2 separate regions of the Danio rerio genome follow, and region 1 is linked to region 2. A link is a contact called in public HiCAR-type data. All regions are on one chromosome and are shown on one strand. The core of a region is the stretch at or near the end of the contact, and the rest is flanking DNA. Distances in the headings are between cores, read along the strand shown. Region 1 overlaps leo1 (LEO1 homolog, Paf1/RNA polymerase II complex component). Region 2 has its middle 30 kb from the start of mapk6.

The links. HiCAR-type assays count read pairs that join an accessible place to other places.
Region 1: a contact with region 2 is called in a HiCAR-type map of caudal fin, with 6 times the contacts expected there. The contact joins two enhancer-like sites. A contact is called at or near these places in 4 of 18 Hi-C or Micro-C datasets (caudal fin, embryo, hematopoietic stem cells and 1 more) and 1 of 4 datasets of contacts at active chromatin or transcription factors (caudal fin).

Annotation. Positions count from the first base shown.
Region 1 is chr18:42,230,560-42,234,627 of GRCz12tu, forward strand. leo1 (LEO1 homolog, Paf1/RNA polymerase II complex component) reads right to left here. Exons shown (of 11, transcript NM_207067.1): 11 at 2,966-3,390. The coding sequence ends at 3,136. Among named protein-coding and RNA genes, the nearest start is that of leo1, 30 kb to the right of the region's middle. Within about 2 kb of position 1,657, at least 9 of the 62 cell types and tissues checked have an H3K27ac peak or open chromatin away from gene starts, as enhancers often do. A contact at or near this core is called in caudal fin, where this site is marked.
Region 2 is chr18:42,095,562-42,099,706 of GRCz12tu, forward strand. No RefSeq gene overlaps it. Among named protein-coding and RNA genes, the nearest start is that of mapk6, 30 kb to the right of the region's middle. Within about 2 kb of position 2,005, at least 3 of the 62 cell types and tissues checked have an H3K27ac peak or open chromatin away from gene starts, as enhancers often do. A contact at or near this core is called in caudal fin, where this site is marked.

The DNA.
Region 1 (4,068 bases), core at 407-2,906, 130 kb after region 2:
TTGTGAACTGGAAGTTGCTGTCACTTTTAATTTTAGTATGTTGATGTACTTGCAACTGATTAGTGAGTAGGGGGCATGGCTTTCTTTTTGTGTATCATAACCTAATAGCAAACTAACGGTAGGAGCGGCGTGGTTAAGAATATTGTTTCTAAAAACGTCAAATTGACATTAACAGAGAAAAAAAAAGGTCAGACTTTGATTGAAGATTACCAACTCTAATTAATTATTAAGGAGTATAATTGTTTCCTAAATATACCAAAGTGCTTAAGGAAAGTAATCATTAATTTTGATTTTACACTGACTTTGAAGTCACTATTTTGTGAGATTTTAATCAACTGAATCAAACTTATTTAAATAAATTAAATTTTAATTAATTTTATCTCATATTATAATCACTATTTTGCGAGAAAATTAATTATTAATTTTAATTTCACACTGACTTTAAAGTCACTGTTTAGTGAGATGAAACTCCTTAAATTTCAAGAAAATGTATGAAACTCAATTGAAAAGATATATAAAAAAAATTCCTTAAGTGTAAAAATCTTAATATAATAACCTTGATTTTTCTCGAAACATATCAACCTTTAATCTCAGAATTTATTAGGTTAATTCTCAACATTTAATTTTGACTTGTTTTTTTTCTAAATTTAACTAGTTTTTTTTTCTCAAAACAGTCAAAAAGCTGATTTTTGCTGTTTGTTTAAACTACTAATTTAGAATGAGTTGAAACAACACAATTCAGCAGTTTTCTTTCAAATAACTTAATTGTTTTATGTTTAATTCACTTCAATGACAAAGTAAAAAACTATTAATTTAACATAATTTGTGTTGGGACATTTTATTTAACTTTTACTTTCAATTCAACAAGTTTTTTTCTTAAATCGCTCATTTTTTTTTTTTTTTTGTTTAGTCCCTGATTTATCAGGGGTTGCCACAGTGGAACGGACCCCAAATTTCTCTAGTATATGTTTTATCCGTCAGATGGCCTTCCACCAGTATTCTCAAACACAAATTTCTCAATTTAATGACTTAATTCTTAACATTTTACTTTGTATTTTTTATTGAAATAAATATTTAATCACATTATAATTACTTAAATCTAAAATCTTTTTTATTGAGTGGCCTTAATCTTCCCCATGAGTAAGATTTTGAGTAAAATATTAATGTTTGCTATATATATAAATGTATTTTACTTAGAGAATTTTATTTTATTCAGAATAGCTAATGTTTTAGTTGTTTCTACAAACACTCAAGAAAATGACATTTGCGGTTTGTTCAAACTACCTAAAATAAGCTTAAGGTTTTTGCTATTTTTGTGACTTATTTTTTTTATGCCCAATCCTCTTATATTTGTAAAAACTAATCAGTTAACTTAATTCCTTTAAGTTGTCCCAACACAAAACGATTGTGTGAAACCCAGCATTTTTTACAGTGAATGAAAACCACGATTATTTCACTAAAAATTGCCTTATTAACTCTTTTTAGTGCAAAACATTAATATTGTGTCTAAAAATTAACATAAACATCTGAAACATGACACGAAACCCACCCGTCACATTGCGAGTGTGTTTACAGATGAAGAAGCAGGTCTTGAATGTGTGTGACAGCCACAGCGTGCGATTACGTGTTTATTTGATTTCGTAACTCCAGCCAGAACAACCCTGAGGCGAAATGAAGATGAAAAGGGGAATCCTCCGTGTGCTGATGAGAGTGTTGTGGAATGAATTACAAGTGAAGTCATTTACGCAACACTGCCTGGATGCCGAGTTGAAGCATGCGTAAAAATAGAAAAAGGGATTAAGTCTGTCGATTTTCTGAAAACATACATCTCACCATGGATGAAGAGTAGTGGGAGGTTGGCAGGACATTTATATGCTGTTGCTAAGGTAGTTTATTTTTAGGCTGCATTTGATTAAACGTATATATCCAAGAAAGAAAATTGTTCTATTTTAAAGCCCTTTTAACGACAGTCAACCCTGTGACGTCTAGCATATAAACATTAATTAGATTTGTGTAATACTGATTTTTTTTTATTTGTAAATTAGCATAGAGTACACCAAATTTTATTAGCAGTTTTGAAAATAAATTTAGGGACATTTTTTTTATTAATTACCAAATATTTATATATAACCTATTGCTATAAATCTGAACACTAATTACTATATAAAACTGTATTCATTAAAAAAAAATTAAATTACATATGTATATAATTACACACACACACACACTCACCGGCCACTTTATTAGGTACAGCTTATTAATACCAGGTTGGACCCACTTTTGCCTTCAGAACTGCCTTAATCCTTCATAGCATAGATTCAACAAGGTACTGGAAATATTTCTTAGGTATTTTGGTCCATATTGACATGATAGCATCATGCAGTTGTTGCAGATTTTTCAGCTAAACATCCATAATGTGAATCTCCCATTCAACCACGTCCCAAAGGTGCTCTACTAGATTGAGAACTGGTGACTCTGGAGATCATTTGAGTACTGTGAACTCATTGTCATGTTCAAGAAACCAGTCTGAGATCATTTGAGCTGTATGACACGGCACATTATCACGTTGCTGGAAGTAGCCATCAGAAGATGGGTATGCTGTGGTCATAAAGAGATGGACATGGTCAGCAACAATTCTCAGGTAGGCTGAGGCATTGGTTGACACGATGCTCAATTGGTACTACTGGGCCCAAACTGTGCCAAGAAAATATCCCCCATACCATTACACCACCAGCACCAGCCTGAACCATTAATACAAGGGAGGATGGATCCATGCTTTTATGCTGTTGACACCAATTTTTGACCCTACCATCCTAATATCGCAACAGAAATCGAGACATCATTTTACCAAGACGTAATTTAAAGTGCTGTTCAAAAAAGATCGCCCACACGCACGCACGCACACACACACTCACACACAGTCTTATCTTTCAAGATACACATTTTAAAAACACACACACAGGTCTTACTGAGGTTATTGCTCTTTATTAACCTGTTGAATGATGAGCATCTTCTGACATTATAAAATATACAATCAGTTAACTGCACAATTGATTTTCTGGACTAAACACGTACTTAACCAACAATTAGCCGATCAAAACATTATGTAAAAAAAAAAAAATAAGAAAAAAAAAATTACTCGTCTTCCTCTCCGTCTCCCTCTCCATCGCCATCTCCATCTCCATCCATATCTCCGTCTCTGTCCACATCTCCATCTCCTTCCATATCTCCATCTCCGTCTCCATCCATATCCCCGCCTCTCTCTCGGTCTCCATCGCGTTCTCCATCTCCGTCCTCGTCTTCTTCATCACTAATGACATACTTTTTGGGCTTTTTTGAAGCAGATTCCTCATCTTCCTCTGCCTTCCTCTTTCCAGAGTTCTCTCCCTCCTGAAATACAAGACAAATATTAATCCCAAGTATATGTTAGTTCCCTAATGTCCACCTATGATGTTAATCAAAGTGTCTTACACAAAAAAACAATCAGAGTTTAGTTTATCTTGAATATTTCCAGCCCCTCAGACCATCATTTTTTTTTAGCTCTGTAACAGTATTCTTGAATGACTATATGGAAATGGTCTCCTTCATGAGTTGAGAGTCTATTAAACAACTAAAGAGAACAACTCTCATTTATTTTGTCTCTTTACAAATTATGGACATCGATATCAAAAAGGTAACAAGCAGTAATTTGCACAGTCACGCCAAGAATCTCAGAGTAATTTTTGATCCACTTTTGCAGTTTGACAAGCATGTAAATGCAGTTGTGAAGAGAAGCTTTTTCCAACTTAGATTGGTGGCAAAAGTTAAACCGTTTCTTTCTAAAAAAAAATAAATAAATAAATAAAATTTAGAAACTGTAACCCACGGTTTAATTTCCTCTAGGTTAAACTCTGTTAGGTCCCATGATTAAAATCTTTTGTCGATCCCTCTGTTTGCAAATCAAAAGGTGATCGAGCTTTCCGTGTTGCGGCCCCAAGGCTCTAGTCTCCTGTTGAACATCAGGAATTCTCCATCCTTGGATACTTTTAAATCTAACTCAAAGACTTATTTCTACTCCCTTGCCTTTGT
Region 2 (4,145 bases), core at 755-3,254:
TTAAGTTGTCCGACAAAAACCTTAAGAGTTGTGTTTTCAATTCATTTTAATTAAGTAGCTTTAAAAAGCAGCAAGAGTCAATTTTTTTGTGTGCATATCAGCTTATAAGCAATAAGTGGAGTTTATTTATGAACTAATTTCAAGAGGATCACGTGCTTATGATTGCTTGCAGCCGGCCCCGCATTATTCAATTCATCATTCAGAATCAGACGATTCCTTAGCCACTATAAATTCCCTTAGTCCCATATGACAGCCATTTTCGTTTTAAAGAATCCCCCCTTCCACCTCTGCTCCTCCTCCTTTCCTAGATGGGTGGCACGGTGCCCCAGTGGTTAGCACTGTTTCCTCACAGCAAGAACGTCACTGGTTCTAATCCTTACCAAGCCAGCCAACGTTTCTGTGTGGAGTTTATACATTCTCACCGTACTCGCGTGACTTTCCCCCGGTTTCCTCCCACCGTCCAAAAACATGCAACTTAATTTAATTGACTAATCCAAATTGGCATCATAGACATGCTCCCAGTAAGTAGTTATCTCTTAAGAGCAATCACTAACTGTTCATTAGCTACTACAGCAGGGGAGTTCTCCAGATCTTCCTGAGCTCAAACTCCCCTCTCCCCTTGCAAATGGGAGGGAGCCCCGGGCTCGAGAATTTTATGAGGCTCTTTCCCGGGACAGCATGCCAAACAAGCTTTATCATTAATAATCAGCTAAATGTGAACTCTTGAATTGGCTTAAGAACAAGGATGTAGAGACCTTAAACTTTTACCCATTTCCAGCTTTCTTCAACATATGTATTTTTTAGGTTAAGCAAAATAAAGAAAATCATAAAGGTTTGGAAGAGTACATTCATTCATTCATTTTTCTTCTGCTTAGTCCCTTATTTATCAGGAGTCGCAACAGCGGGATGAACCACCAACTATTTCGGCATATGTATTACGCAGCACATGCTCTTCCAGCTGCAACTCAGTACTGGAAACACCCACACACTCTTGCATTCACACATGCACTCACACACCATGGGCAATTTTGTTAACCCAACTCACCTGTAGCGCATGTCTTTGGACTGTAGGGGAAACCTGAGCACCCGAAGGAAGCCCACATGAACATGAGGAGAACATGCAAACTCCACATAGAAATGCCAACTGGCAGGACTTGCACCAGCAGCCTTCTTGCTGTAAGGCTAACCACTGAACCACCATAGCAAGAGTACATACAATTATTTTGGTAGCATTTATGTGAGGCATCTCACTGGTGATTTAATTAAGGTGCACTAAGGGAATTTTGCCAAACAATGTTGAGATTTGTTAGCACTAAAACAAACACGTCCATAACCCAACAAGACCACATCCCCTTTTGATTGTATTTGTGAACTTGTCAACTGAGTGAGTAAAAGGAGTCAATGGTAGCGTACATTCACAAAGATTTCTACTTCTTCCTCAAACAACCCAATGGAGTCCATCACTCTGTGAAGTGAAATCCAACCATTTTACCTAGGATCTGCATGTTGGGGAGTTTTACAAAATTTTCCCCAAAAAGATCTGCCCTTTTGTTCAAGTTGGTCAAATAAATATTGCTAAAGTGACCGCATGTTTCACATGGATGTTTTTCACATAATATAAATAATGAGTATTATTTGTATATTATGGTAGCTTTTGTAATGATTTACATGTTTCTTGTACACAAAAAAAAAAAGATGATTCATATTCAAACTGCTAATTTTAAAAGAGCTAAAACAACACAATTATTTAGTTATTTGGGGGGACAACTCAATTGTTTTACATTCAATCTACTTCAATTTGTTAAAAAATTAATACGTTAACTTATTCCCTTCGTGTTTTTCCAACACAAATCGATTGTGTGGAACCCAGCATTATTTTACTGTAAGGTTACAGAAAAAGAAGTGTGTGGGCAAGATTATGTTGTGTGGAAATGTCTTTGGCGGTTCTGAATGTTATTTGACTACTAAGAATGATTCATCATCTTCTTAGTTCACAGATAACAGGTGCACCAAATGCTGAATTACCTGTTTAACAAGCCATGTCAACCTCTATAAGTTACTAAGGGACTGTTTTGTACCCAACTGTAATTCTTTATCCTTGTTATGTTGCTACTGAATGGAAACTGAAGACCTCTTGAGTCCAGTCCAAGAGTTTATGGTCCCACTTTATATTAAGTGCCCTTAACTAATATGTACTTACACATGGATTAATAGTTTGTTACAATGTACTTATTGTGTAAATGCATGTATTTATTGTGTACTTCTGCTTGATTAAATACCTGCATGTAATTACATCAGTAATTAACTTCTGTAATTACATTTGTCAATACAATGTTGACCATCCCTTACAACTTAACCCACCCTTAAACCTACCCATGCCACCAAACCTGTCCATAACCCAACCCCTATCCCAACTCAAGAGCACCACAAGTGTTCTCAAATACATTATGAACACAGTAAGTACATTGTATTTATTTTTTGATGCAAGTGCATAGTAGTTAAGGAAACTTAATATAAAGTGGGACCGAGTTTATAAAACCTTCTGGAAGTTTCTGTATTTAAAATTCAATTCAATTCATCCTTTTTTCTATTGCACTTTTACAATGTAGATTGTGTCAAAGCAGCTTAATATAGAAGTTCTAGTAAACTAAAACTACATCAGTCCAGTTTTCAGAGTTCAGTTTAGTTCAGTTCAGCTTAGTTTAAATTTTACTGCTGAAAGTCTAAACACTGAAGAGCAAATCCATCAATGCGCAGCAAACCGTGCAAGCAAGTGGCGATTAACATATGTCACCAAATTTAGAACAACAGTGGCTTGCTAAATTCAGAGTAAAATGCTTTTTAACAGCACAGAGTGAAAGATCTATGGAAGAAAAACATCCTGTCTACTCAATGAAGACAAAGTCAAGGATAAGGACTGTGTGTTCATTAATCGTCAGTGCTGTGGTGTAAAGTACTATTGAATAACACATTGATTGTCTGTGATCAGGGTTTTGGCCTCTGTCTGATCCTTTATTTAATACCCTTTTCCACGACATTCAGGGTTTCTGTGTTTCATGTCTTCGTTGAGTGCTTTAACAAGGGCAAACAAAAGATCGCATTGCATCAATAGGGCCACTCAACATGGTGCTTCAGTTTTTAATATCTGTTAACGCTGAACAATAACACTTCACTAAGGTTATGCACACAGCGAGGACAGAGAGAGTGTTATGTAAAACCTGTCGAGGAGAGCAGATGCTAGTTTATTTCCTCAGAAAATCTTATTACTTTAAATTTGTTCTCTGACATCAGCCACACCTGTCAACATTCATATGTGAAACTGTGGGATATATTCATTTCAAGTTCTTTTTAAGATAAAAATAAATCAAAAGCATAATTCTCTTGCAATTCTATCACATTTGAGATCAGCTCTGTGTTAATTTTGCTCACAACTTTCAAGATTAAAATATGGGAGAAATGTGGGTAAATACTTAAATGGGATGATAGTGGGATGAAATGGTACCATACGGAAGAATCTGGAGGGTTGACAGGTATGTACACCGGCAATATTATCAGTGTTAAATTAATAAAACCTCGATTCAGATACACTAAAGTTTACAAAGAGAACTATTTCATTCATACCATATCATACCAACCCTAATGTACATTGTATAAATAGGGGTGACATGATTGTTGGTATTTCTGTGTGGAGTTTGCATGTTCTCCCCATGTTCGTGCGGATTTCCTCTGGGTGCTCAGGTTTCCCCCACAAGTCCAAAGATGTGCAGTAGGTAAATTGAGTAAGCTAAAGACTTCCGGTTTGGTGATGTAAGAGAGAGCAAGGACCTCTCAACCAGTTTACTTTTAAATATAAAAAGTGTCTTCTTTTTCAATCTAATTACTTCACAAAATAAGTTAATATAAGAACTACAGAAAGTTTAATAAGAGAAATCAGCAACTCCAAACAGAAGCAAGGTACTGCGCCAGCAACGCGTTCAGGTGCTAGCCTAGCTGGAAAGTTAGTAGTTATGATGGCGACCGATAACGCTAGCAGCAAAAATACACCTGAAACAGTTGGCAAAACAGCGGGCCAGTTTAAAAGATGACATGGCAAACTTAATTCAAGATTCAGTCAAACAAGCCTCTCTCGATACGTTCAGATACGA